2 separate regions of the Mus musculus genome follow, and region 1 is linked to region 2. Evidence: chromatin contacts called from public Hi-C data. All regions are on one chromosome and are shown on one strand. Each heading gives the region's core, a stretch centred on a gene start, on an enhancer-like site or on the middle of the called end of the contact. The rest is flanking DNA. Distances are from core to core; before and after follow the strand shown.

Region 1 (6,719 bases), core at 470-2,969, 34 kb after region 2:
CCCCAGCCTGAGCTCAGAGGTTCTCATGTCTCCTGCAGGGTGCAGATGCCACCCTTGAGAAGTGTTCACCTTGCTCTTCCATGGCACTTGCCCTCAGTATAACACTTTATATTGTAACAGTATTCCCTTTCTAGTTATCTCATTCAAGGCAGGGTCTCACTATGTAGCCTTTCCAGACCCTTGTCTAGAAATGTAGCTGGCCTGAGAAACACTATGCAAACCAGGCTGGCTTCAAATGCACAGAGATCTGCTTTCCTCTGCCTCCTGAGTACCAGAACTAAAGGCATCCTACACTGAGTTTGTTGTTTCCTTTAAATGTTTCCAAAATATTGACCCTTCAGAGCCCAACTGAACTATTCATGAAAGGTAAGTGAACAGTGGCTATGATTGATATTACAACATGGAAAAGGGGTGGTTTCACAGGAAATTTAAAAACACATCTATGAATTTTCCAAGTAAGCCATTCTTTGTTATATTAGAATATGGACAGAGGATCTTGTGCAGCCCAGGCTGGCCTCAAACTCAGCCTTCCAAATGCTGGGATTTTTGGAGCTAGTCCCAGAAAAGTGGTACACCACACCCACCCGACCCCACATTATACTTTCATAGATAGATAGATAGATAGATAGATAGATAGATAGATGATAGTTAGATAGACATATGCTAGTGCCACACTGCTTTGAATTTTGTAACTCTGGGGTAACTTTGTGAATGGTAGTATGAGACCTCCAAGTTTATTCTCTGTTTTTGAGGTTGTTTTGAAGCACTTAAGACCCCTCACCATCCCACATAAGTAGATAAGTTAGGTTTCATTCAACCCTTTTGCCCAGCAAAGGATTTTCACTGAGAAAGTGAGGGGGGTCCAGAGAAGAGGGGCCAATGTACAGTCTCAGAAGGATTTGGACCCTCAATATAGAAAGAACATCTACAACTGAGAAGGCAAAAGATGAGCAGACAGAGCACCAACAAGGAATCTCCACAGACATTTCTCTAAAGTGCACCCGCTTTAAAGGGTCTGACGCCAGCCATTAGACACGGAAACCCAAAGCCCAGTGAAGGATTGCTTTATACTCACTCAAGATAACTGTTCAAAACAAAATAAGATCATAGATGAGGGCCGAAGAGATGGCTCAGCACTTAAGAGTGTTTGCTGCTCTTCCAAAGAACATAAATTCAGTTCCTTGTGTCTGAGTTAGATAGCTCAAAGTAGCCTTAACATCCCCCCCAACTCCCATGGGCACACACACTCACACACACACACACACACACACACATATACTCAAACACTCACATACAGAAGAGAGAGAGAGAGAGAGAGAGAGAGAGAGAGAGAGAGAGAGAGAGATCATTTTAAAACAGGATAGTAACAAATGATGTAGAAAAGCAGGAATGCTTTCCTATGATGGCAGAGGTAAACTATGGCGCCGCCTCTTTGGAGAGAGCTAAATATAGAATTACTAGATGATTCAGCAACTCTGCTTCCCAGAACATGGGCCACCAGCAGATTGCTGGCCCTCAAGAACTCACAGCCACCATTATTCACAAGAGCTGGGAGCCCTTCAAATCCCACAGGCAAATGAAGGGATAAACAAGATGGAATATATGCAGGAGAAGGTGCATCTTTCAGCCTGGGTCGGGGTTGGGGGAAAAAATTCCAACATCACACACCAACCTAGAAGACAGTGTGAGTAAGATGAGCTAAGCTAGTTGCCAAAAGATGCTGAAGCTGAGGGGATGGCCCACTGGAGCATTCCCAACACACACTTAGAAAAAAAAAATCCAGATGTGATAGCTGACCCCCAGCACTGAGGAAATGGAAATAGAAGAGACATGGGGTTTGCTAACCAGCCAGCCTGGCCTAATTGAAGAGTTCCAGACTAGGAGACCAAGTGTCAAAACGTGAGGTATATGGTGTCTTCAGTACGTACATGCACACACGCCAACATGAAAAACATAAACACGGAGCCTAGGGGCTCATCTGTGAGGATGTAAGCCATGTTCAAAATCACAGAGGCAGAACACTGAACTGGGCTGTGGGGTTAATGGGAGCTGTTGAATGGGTGGAATTTAGGACCTGCAGGGTGGAATGGGGGTTTGTATGGGATCTGTGTGTTGGCAACATGGCTGTACTGATGTAATCAGACTCTGCACTTGGAAATGGTTAATGTGGCAGATTTTATGTTGTGAAGATTCTCCCACAGTAAGAATATAGAAGACCATATACAAAAAGGTTTTTTTTCTAATCCTTTAGCAAGAAATGTCAGTTAAGTGTTGATATTAGCCAAGCAGACACTCTTCCTCTGTTGTCTGTACTACATGGTATAAACAGCGAAGATCTAATCTGGTCTGACAGCCGCTTCCCCAATCTAATTTCTCCAGAAGACCAATGAAAATGCACACCTCTCTTGCAGCTCTAATTTTATTTTGGGTTAATGACGGTGAGGAGTGGGGACTGTTGGGCCCAGCACTTCGAGCCAAGCCAGCTCACGCTTTTAAGCATTGTAGCCACCAGCTACTAGGAGCTAGCACATCTGGGCTTTGTCAAACCAGGCAGTACTGGATTTGAAGGCTTTTGATTTGGACAGCTCACACATGATTCTGACCTTGATCACATGTTAAAATGATAACCCTCCATCCTTATTTTTATACCTATATTATTTAAACCAATATCACCTCTGTGTTTTTAAATATTTATTTATTTATTGTGCATGCTGAGGGAGAGAGCTGTGGTGCTCATGTGGGGATTGGAAGACAACTTTTGGGAGTCAGTTCTCTCCTTCACTCTCTGGGCCCTTGGGATGGGACTTAGGTCATCGGGTTTGGCAGGAAGTATCTTTAATCTCTGAGCCATCTTGCTTACTCCTGTCTTTTAAATCGTTTAAATGTGGTTACAGAAAGAATGTGGTAGCTTACATCTGTGATTCTGGTACTAAGTGGGTAAAGGTAGGACATTCAGGAGTTCAAAGCCAATCTGTGTTGTACTATCTGTCTCAAGAAAATGAAATAGACAAAAAATACATGTATAAATCCTCTGCAGGGCTGGCACAAGGCATCTATAGATCCCCATTGTTCTCTCAAGCAACTTGAAGAGCAAAATGCCCCCATGGATTCTCAAGTTTGTAAGCATGGGTAAGGGAGACTGTGCAGTTGAGAATCCTCCTCCCCAGTTTCTTGTTAGGACACCATTCCGCCTTGTGTAAGAACACTGGCAGAGAAGGTCCTTGGAGCTTGCAGGAGGAAAGAAAAAGGAAGAAAAGGAGGAAAAGAAGGGAGGAAGGAAAGAGAAAGAGAGATGGGGGATATAATGAACAAACATCTCCCTTCTGGTTCAATGAGATTGCTCAGCAGATAAACATTACCACTGTCAAGTACTAAGAGCCGAGTTTCATTCCTTAACCCTACATGGTAGGGGAGAGCCAACACCCCAAAAATAGTGCTTTGACTTGTGCATGCACAAGAGTGCAAACACAATAAATAAGTAGACGGTTTACAATAAATAAACTGATAACCACAATGACAGATTTAACTCTATTGGCACAATTACAAACTTGAAAATCCAATTGTTAGAAAACACTTCCAAATGGAAGGTTTCCATCAGTGTGGGGCCACACGGTTAAGATATGTCAAGGCAATGTGTCCCGTTCCATTTGAAGAACTTGCAGTATGACTGGGTAAGTGAGATGTTTGAGCAATGTTCCAAGAGAGAACACTCATCCTATGGGGGGGATGGGAGCTGTCCAGCACAGGGCAGCAGACACAGACATTGGCACTACAGGCTCTGGATACAAGGAGGAGCCCTCCCATGGTTATAGCACACAAGGTCAGTGTGTGGCTTGAATGAAAATGCCCCCCTCCCCCATAGGCCCATTGGGAGCAGCAGAATTAGGGGGGTATGACCTTGTTGGAGTGGGTGTGGCCTTGTTGGAGGAAGTGGTCACTGGAGGCGGGCTTTGAGTCTTAGATGCTCAAGCCACGCCTAGTATGGCAACCTCTTCCTGCTTCTTGCGGGATCCAGAGGTAGAATTCTCAGCTCCTCTCCAGCACCATGTCGTCGTCCCCCCACACACACACCTCCTGCCCTGTGATGACAATGGACTAAACCTCTGAACTGTCATAAGCCAGCCCCAGTGAAATGTTTTCCTTTATAGGAGTCTCTGTGACCTCGGCGTCTCTTCACAGTGATAAAACCCTAACTAAGACAGACAGCAAAGTCACAAACAGGAACAGACAGGTCTTATGGAAACTTGGGGGAGTGGGCCAGCCATCAGGTCTTAACGTGAACAGAATGGGAAACCACCAGGTTAACACAGGGAAGCCATAGTGGTCCACTTAAACTGAAACAACCAGCTTGAAGACCCTGCAGGTGCAGGGCAAGCCTGGAGCCAGACCCGCACCCCCATCTCCACCCCCCACCCCCCACCCGCCATAAGATGCCAGCAATCCCAATCCATTCTTAGAACAGCTCTGCCAGGTTGGGGAAGGAAAGAGAAGAGCTCTGTGTGCTTGTCCAGAGCTGTGTGTCTGCCCTGGTTGCTCACAGCTACTCCACCAACACATAGGTTCCCTTGACTTTAATGTCACCCCTATACCAACAGCCACAGACCTCACGACCTGTGTCCAGGACCTTTCCCCTAGGCGGCAGAGGCGTGGATGGCTTCCTTGACTCCTCCCCGAGCAAAGCCGAGCTTCCCACACAGCCACTCCCGACTCCCCTGCAGCATCCTCTACCACTCAGCTCCTTTCAACAGGATCCTCCCAGTTCCCTGCTACGAGCAACCTGGAGTCTTCCTTATACCCAGATGCCCACAAGCCTCCCATCTACCCCATTAGCAACACCTTCAGGAGATACTCAGACACACCCACAGGTCACTCTCCACTGCTGCTACTGGCTCTGTGAGCACTCAGATCTGGTACCAGGCATTCAGAAGGTGTTACCCAGATGGCCAGTGTCATGTGGCTCTTGGGCTCCAGAACATTCATTATGCTACACTCTTTAACCAACCCCTGTGGTGTCGTCTTGAAAGTACAAGCTGATGATTTGCCTTACACGACACACACATACACACACACCACACACAGGTACACACTATATACACAACACACACACATACACTACACATATACACCACACACACATACATACCACACACACCCACACCACACATACACAACACATATACATCACACACACAGATACACACACACTATGCACACCGCACACACACACACACACACACACACACACACTACACATATACACCACTCACACATACACTACACATATACACCACACACACATACACACACACTATGTACACCACACACACCCATTTTCTACCATTGTGCTCCTAGTTTACTTCTTCCCAGCCACACAAGCTTCCACTGCCCCCTTGATAACACCAAGCATACTCCTGCCTCAGGAATCTCCTACTGGCTGTTCCCTCTACTCAGACTGCTCTTTCTCTAGACTTCCACGGGCCTCACATCCTGGTCGGTTACAGGCTTGTGCTCATGGATCAGCTTTCTCAGTGAGGATGTCTCTGGTCCAGCTGCCTCATTTTACAGCCCAGTCTTACCCCTGATGGCCTTTGGCCTTCTCTTTCTCATCTCTGGAGCACACATGCCTTCCTGGCCTCCTGCACAGTTCCCCTGTTTTGAAGTTTGATTATACCCATGCTTTATAAAAGCTGTTCATGGGCTTTTTATCTGCTCTATTCATTGCTACTGCTGGGTCCCCAAGGGGTGAGAATTGCCATCCCACAGAAAGTGTGTACAAACAGTCTGTTTGGGGCATGAAAGGATCTACACTCTGCTTCTAAAGAACAAGCTGAGAAGGGTGGATTAATCAGCTGGCTGTGGGCAACAATCCCTGGGCACAGAACTCTGCCCTAGTCCCCATGGTCCCTGCTCTGGCACCTTTCATGAATCTGTGGTAGTGACAGGTGTTTTAGTGAACTGGGTGCCCCACCCCCAGCCCCTTTAATACCTCTTTTTAAAAAATTATTTGTATGTCTGAGCACATGAGTAATGGTACCTTTGGAGGCCAGAAGGGAATGTTAGAGTCCCCTAGAACTGGAGTTATGGGCAGTTGTGAATTGCTCGTGTCAGTGCTGGGAAACACGCTGGGGTCATCTGTAAGAACAGTGCATGCTTTTAATTGCAGAGCCATCTCTCCAGCCCCATGAGTGAGTCCTGGGTGATCCCTGAGCTACAATAGCAGGGGACTATGTCATTACCACCATAGCAAGACAACAGAGCTAGTCCCCTGGCCCACGAATGGCTCTCTGTTGAAAGATCACTGTCTAATCTCGTTCAAGGCCAGATGTTTTGCACAGGAAGGTAGTGGGAGCCTTTTTGATGCTATAGGGAGAACACTGTCAGCAGCAAGAGAAGGCCCAACCAACATCTCAGGAATAGCCAAAGAGATCCTGACCACTCTACAGAGGGACAAAGAAGGTCTGAAGCAAGGGAGGTGCAGAGTGAAGACAGAAAACAGTGGGGCATCGGCAGCAGCTAGTGCTGTGCAGAGGTCAAGAACAACTAGTGATTGATGGGCAGAGGTGAAGTTAAGTCGTTAAGCGGATGCTGTGCAGGCCTGAGGAAACGGAGCCTTAGCCCTGGAATCCACACACGTATGCAGCGTGATGGTATTGTGGGGAATTCTTGTAATTGCATCCCTGGGGAGATAGATCCCTGGGGCTCACAGGCCAGCCAGCCTC
Region 2 (6,723 bases), core at 1,027-3,526:
TCAAAGCCTGATCCTAGAGGAACTGGGATCAGGATCAAAGGAACTGGGGCGGTGGGGGTGGGGTGGGGGAGGGCTCTGAGCTTCCCCAGAAGACGAGCAGGGGCTGCACTTGACCAGGCTTCTTGTCTGCAAAGGGGATGAACATTGCAACCTTCCTCTATGGCCACAGTAGGTCCATGCCCAGTGTTTGGTGAGTGTCTGCTTTCCATCAAGCATAAGATGGAATGTTCAGTTGAACGTGGGAGCTATGTCTACAGGGACATGGAAGTAAAGGACTGCATGTTGTCACTTGGTCTTAAGAGAAGCAGTGAGCATCCTCTCTCCTCTCCCTTTCCGGCTTTCTCAGCTCCCACTCATGGATGTCATGAAATAACCAGACAGTAGGCAGGCAGTCTCAGAGCCTAATGTCGCATAGCAATTGCAATTTCCTCCAAGTGAAGCATTCCTTCCCTTCAGGCAGCTCCTCATGACTCCCAAAGTCAATTCCCAGGCCCTGCCCTCAAGGTTGTATGAGCAGTGACAACTACTGAGACTAAGGGACTCTCTGAACTGATTGTATGGGAAGCTCCGGGGATGTGAGTTATCACCCGTGCTGGGGTGAACTTTTTGTTGCTGCTGCTGCCTTTGAGTCAGCTGTGCTATTGTAAGTCATCCCGATACACTCTTTGGTGCACACCAGGCATGGGTACAAGTGTCTCTTTGGTCTGGCATTGGTGCCCTGTCTGAGAAAAACAGGTTTGTTCACAACGCCCCAGAAAGTCAACACAGCCTTTGGCTGCTTCCATTCTGATGCTAAGTTCTGGCTTTCCTGAGACCACTTCAGTTCTCATGATCTGTTCCATTCCCACGGTGGGGTCACTTCTGCTCGGTGGGTGTTCACAGCCCAGCTATCTACTGTTCTGCCCTATGTTATCATCAGAGTGCCACAGTTTTATGTATTTATTTACATTGGGGGGAACTTTAACTGAGGTTCTACAAACTTTTTATCATGTCCCGTCAACCTGTGAAAAGAGACAGAATCATTTTTTTTTATGTCATCTCTGTTTTATAGATGAAAATTTGGAAGCTCATCGGTGTCCAGTATGAGTTGGTAACAACACAGTCCAAGGGGGAAACCAGACATCAAATACACAGCTTATGGTGCTGGGTTCCAAGAATTTGCCCTGGAAAAAGGCAGAATAATGATGCTCAAAGAGGTCTACATGTTAATCCTGGATTCAGGAGATGCATTGGTCCATGTGGTAAAGGGACTTTGTGGGTGTGACTAAGGATCATGGAATAGAGAGGGCCTTAGTTTGATGTCCATTACTCTGATAAAATACCCCCAACAAAAAACAATTTAGGAGAGAAAAAGGTTATTTGGTATAATTCTGGGTTATATTCACTATTTTGGGGGGAAATTAAAGGCAAGAACTCAAAGCTTAGTGTCCATGGTCAAAAGAAGAGAGATGCATGCATCTCTCTTTTACTTGCTCTCAGATAGCTTTCTTCTCTCTTACACTGTTCTAGACCCCACTGCTTAGGGATTGGTGCAACCCAAAGCAGCCTGAGACTTTCTACATCAATCAGATGTCAAGACAATCCTCCACCACCACAGACATGCCCACAGGCAAACCTGAACTTGATAATTCCTCATCAAACTTTCTTCTCATTGACTCTAGCTGTGCCAATTGACTAACCAGCACAGAGAGATTATCTCGGTGTGTGGTTTGGATACATGGTTATAGCGGTGTGAATATGCTTGGTCTAGGGAGTGACATTACAAGGGGGCATTTCTCTTGTTGGAGTAAATGTGGTCTTGTTGGAAGAAGTGTGTCACTGTGGGGGTAGGCAATGAATCCCTCCTCCTAACCACTTGGGAGCCAGTCTTCTCCTAGAGGCCTTCAGATGGAGATGTAGAACTCTCAGTTTCTCCCGCACAATGCCTGCCTGAGTGCTGCATGCTTCCTGTCTTGATGATAATGGACTGAACCTCTGAACCTGTAAGCCAGCCCCAATTAAATGTTGTCATTATAAGCATTGTCTTGGCTGTGATGTCTGTTCACAGCAGTAAAACCCTAACTAAGACAATGGTCTTTACCAGAAGACCTAAAGGGACTAATGGAATTACCTAATCTTGGACTTAAAACTCTAGAACCCTGAGCCAAACTTTCATTTTGCTTCACCATCAGTCTGTGCCAGCTATTGCATCCCAGTGACACATGGCTGGTGACTAAGAGAAGACTAATTGCCACAGAGCCAATTACTCAACACTGAGCAATCTAAACAACCATTTGTTAGCCTTTCATTTCTATGAGTCAGGAATCCAGCCATGAACCAGCAGGATCCCCCTGGCCCATGGTTCCCTGTGAAGATACAGTGGAGCTGTTGGTCAGAGTGGGTAACCTAGCTAGCCTGCAGGGTCACAACCTCGGTCCTGAGTCGAAGATGCCTCTCTGCAAGGTACAGCAGGCTTACCTAGGGAGAATATGGGAGAACAAAACCAATTATATGCTAATCTGGAAGTGGCATCCTATCACTTCTGCCCTTGTCTGTCCATCTGAATGAGACCAACCAGACCAACTCAGGTGAAAGAGACCGCAATGGGAGTGAATATCAAAAGGTATTATCTGGCCACCAAGAGCCATTTAGGAGCCAGACTGGCAGAGATTCAATTTAAGATGAAGAAAGAATACAATTCAAGTTGATGCTATTTTTCTATGGCATCTGGAAAGGTATAGACCAAGGGCTATTATTTCTTTTAAATTGAATGAGAGTGAAGAACAAGAAAATGAACTAGGTGTGCAAGTGCACACTTGTAATTCCAGCATTAAGGGGGCTGGGATGAATGAACAGCAAGCTCGAGGTCGGGCTGGGTTATGAGACTGACTCAGAAGAATATAAAGAAAAGTAGATGGAAGAGGGAGAAGGGGTGGGGAGGAAGAGGGAGAGGAGGAGGAGGAAGAAGAGGAGGAGGAGGAGGAGGCGGCAAGAGCCAGAGCAACCCTAGATGACAGTAATCAGAACATGGTTGAGGGACATGGTGGTAAGAAGAAAGCCAAGCTGCTGATGGAAACACTGAGAGTAAAGGCAAGGAATGACCAAGGAAGACACTTGATGTCAGCCTCAGGGCTCCACACGCACACATCCCATATATACAGGCATTCACACATGCCACACATACTACTCCAGAGAAAAGAAAACAAAAGAAAGGCAAGAAAAAAAATAGAGCTTACTCAGGAGGCTTCAGACAAGAACAAAGACTCAATCAGGGATTGGACTAGTTGTCATTCATATATGTAACCCTCCTGCAAAACAAAACAAAACAAATAAACAAACAAAACTGTCAACATGATGCCCATGTGCTGAAAATTTAAGTGATGTTAAATATAGAAGCAATAGACCAACCAGACCAGCTTATTTATCAAGGGAAATTTTATGAGAGCATGGTAGCCAAGCTGCAACATGGTTGCTACTTGATGCATTTATCCAGAATTATAGTGATAATTCAGAGCAGAAAGAAGAGAAGACAAATAGGGGAAATGTACAGTTTGGTGAGGAAAAAGGACATACACATTAAAAGCTGTAGACAAAGCACTTCTTATTGTTAAAGAAACAGGTGCCATGAAAGAGAAAGCACATGATTTACACTGGAAAAATAGGAGAGATGGTTCTGGGGAGCGATGCTCAGACAGCGCAGCCTAAAGACATGTTTGCCCAGATTCAGCTACACTGGCATTTGTAATGGCCATCTTGGTGGGTCCAGCTTCTGCTTGAACTATCAGCATACCAGAACATTAGCCATGTGGCACTGTCTTGGAACAGGAGTTTTGGGGGACAAAAAATAAAATCCAGAGGCCAAGAAATGTATAGGAGGGTAGGTACGTACGGAATATGTGAGACAGCTGTGTATGCAGCTGTGTAGGTAAATCTGCAGCTGTATTAGAGACCCCAGCGTGTTGGGTGTGCCAAGAATGTAGGACATCTACGGTGCACAAGAACTAGGTCAAGTTGGCCCAAGAGGGCACGTATGATACTATACAGGATTTGAATATATTTCTTCTTCCTGAGTGAGGGTCTACTTTAGACATCCCAGCTTCTCTTGCCTCCCTGGCACTCAGCTAAATCCCACTCATCAGGTTAAGAGGAAATGAATCCCAACTCACAGATTCCGAGCAAGTCCAGGGTGACCCTTGCAGGCACCGCTCCTCCAAAATCATTGGCCCCATTCAGAGCTCCAGAACAGGGCCTCAGAAGGCTCTCTGTGACAAAGTTACCTGTTAACTTTCTGGGCTTAACAGGATTATAGCCGGGTAGTAATGAACGTTGGAAAAGTTTGACCAGGTCTTAATAAAAAGAAATTAAATTTTTTTAGTTCTTTGGAACCCTGGAGAAAAAAGTGAATAACCGTTCTCCAAAAGGAATCCTGCAAAATGTGGGAAACAAGACCGGAACATCCCGTTAAATAAAGCAATTGGCCTTAGTGACAAAGGCCCAGTTAAACACCTCTTGTGTTCACACAAGCCCTTTGTGTGGTGGTATCCTCTAGAGGACTTTAGCCAGTTTGGACAAGAGAGATATGGGACTAAGAAAATAGCAAAGAAAGGAGACTTAGCAACCAGAAAGGAAAGACACTGATAAGATAGCTGAGACCTGCTGTAAGCACAGAGCTCAAAGGACTATTGAGCCTTAGAGGAAATGACATTTTCAAAGGAGCCAGAATTTTAAAAATCGTTTCATTGTTAAATCTTGGGGCATGATGTAGAGTGTCCCTTTGGCTGCTCCAATTGCATGAGCTGGAATTGGGCTGCAAATCTGAACGGAAGACAGGGAAAAGTCATTGGCTCTTGGTCTCAAATATGTCTGTAGGGTCCTGGGTATGGGGAGAAGTGGGACAGGTCCTCACAGTCCTACCCAATTCTCTGCATCTTTCAGTGTCTGTAGAAATCTGAGAGTATGAGAAGAATCTCCTGCCACCACAGCCCACAGTTGAGGAGTGCTCAGCTCCCTTCTCTCTCTCTCCCTCTTCCTCTCTCCCTCCCCCTCTCCCCCTCCCCCCTCTTTTTCTTTCATTGGGTATTTTATTTATTTACATTTCAAATGTTATCCCCTTTCTCAGTTTCTCCTTTGGAAACCTCCTATCCCATCCCCGTACCCATGCTTCTATGAGGGTGCTCCCCCACCCACTCACCCACTCCTGACTCCCCACCCTGGCATTCCCCTACACTGAGGCATCGAGCCTTCACAGGACCAAGGGCCTCTCCTTCTACTGATGCCCAACAAGGCCATCCTCTGCTACATATGTGGCTGGAGCCAAGGTTTGCTCCTTGTGTAATCTTTGGTTGGTGGTTTAGTCCCTAGGAGCTCTGGGGGTCTGGTTGACTGATATTGTTGTTCTTCCTGTGGGGATACAAACCCCTTCAACTACTATGGTCCTTTCTCTAACTCCTCCATCAGGGATCCTGTGCTCAGTCCAAAGGCTGGTTGATTGCAGGCAGAGCCTCTCAGGAGACAGCTATATCAGGCTCTTGTCAGCATGAATTTCTTGGCATCCACAATAGTGTCTAGGTTTGGTGTCTGTACATGGGATGGATCCCCAGATGGGGCAGTCTCTGGGTGATCTTTCCTTCAGTCTCTGCTCCACACTTTGTCTCCATGTTTCCTCCTGTGAGTATTTTGTTCCCCTTTCTTAAGGACAGAACCATCCACACTTTGGTCTTCCTTCTTCTTGAGTTTCATTGGGGTCTGTGAATTGTATCTTGGGTATTCCGAGCTTTTGGGCTAATATCCACTTATCAGTGGGTACATACCATATGTGGTTTTTTTGTGACTAGGTTACCTCACTCAGGATGATATTTTCTAGTTCAATGGAACTAGAAATCATTTGCCTAAGAATTTCATGAAGTCATTGTTTTTAATAGCTGAGTAGAACTCCATTATGTAAATGTAACACATTTTCTGTATCCATTCCTCTGTTGAAGGGCATCTGGGTTCTTTCCAGCTTCTGGCTATTATAATAAGGCTGCTATGAACATAATGGAGCATGTGTCCTTATTACATGTTGGAGCATCTTCTGGGTATATGCCCAGGAGTGGTATTGCTGGGTTATCAGGTAGTACTATGTCCAATTTTCTGAAAAACCACCAGACTGATTTCCAGAGTGGTTGTACCAGTTTGTAATCCCACCAGCAATGGAGGGGTGTTCCTCTTTCTCCACATCCTCACCAGCATCTGCTGTCACCTGAGTTTTTGATCTTAGCCATTCTGACTGGTGTGAGGTGGAATCTTAGGTTGCTTTGATTTGCATTTCTCTGATGATTAAGGATGTTGAACATTTCTTTAGGTGCTTCTCAGCAATTCAGTATTCTTCAGTTGAGAATTCATTGTTTAGCTCTGTATCCCATTTTAAAATAGGGTTATTTGGTTCTCTCAAATCTACTTCTTGAGTTCTTTGTATATATTGGATATTAGCCCTCTATCAGATGAAGGATTGGTGAAGATCTTTTCCCAACCTGTTAGTTGCCGTTTTGTCCTATTGACAGCATCCTTTGCTAACAGAAGCTTTGCAATTTTATGAGGTCCCATTTGTCAGTTGTTGGTCTTAGAGCATAAGCCGTTGGTGTTCTGTTCAGGAACTTTCCCCCTGTGCTCATGTGTTCGAGGCTCTTCCCCACTTTCTCTTCTATTACTTTCAATGTTTCTGGGCTCCCTCCTTTCTTCCCCAGTGGGACACAAGTGACAGTC

Evidence for each region. Hi-C and Micro-C count contacts between places; a contact is called where the count stands out from the background.
Region 1: a contact with region 2 is called in a Hi-C map of the N1E-115 cell line, with 1.8 times the contacts expected there. The contact joins two enhancer-like sites. A contact is called at or near these places in 7 of 39 promoter capture datasets (the 3T3-L1 cell line, the HPC-7 cell line, HPC-7-derived erythroid cells and 4 more), 12 of 484 Hi-C or Micro-C datasets (B cells, the C2C12 cell line, ECoMG-derived neutrophils and 8 more) and 2 of 115 datasets of contacts at active chromatin or transcription factors (embryonic fibroblasts and embryonic stem cells).

Annotation. Positions count from the first base shown.
Region 1 is chr13:52,514,777-52,521,495 of GRCm38.p6, forward strand. All of the region lies in intron 1 of Diras2 (DIRAS family, GTP-binding RAS-like 2), which reads right to left. Among named protein-coding and RNA genes, the nearest start is that of Diras2, 13 kb to the right of the region's middle. Within about 2 kb of position 1,720, at least 6 of the 459 cell types and tissues checked have an H3K27ac peak or open chromatin away from gene starts, as enhancers often do. A contact at or near this core is called in the N1E-115 cell line, where this site is marked.
Region 2 is chr13:52,479,720-52,486,442 of GRCm38.p6, forward strand. No RefSeq gene overlaps it. Among named protein-coding and RNA genes, the nearest start is that of Diras2, 48 kb to the right of the region's middle. Within about 2 kb of position 2,277, at least 38 of the 459 cell types and tissues checked have an H3K27ac peak or open chromatin away from gene starts, as enhancers often do. A contact at or near this core is called in the N1E-115 cell line, where this site is marked.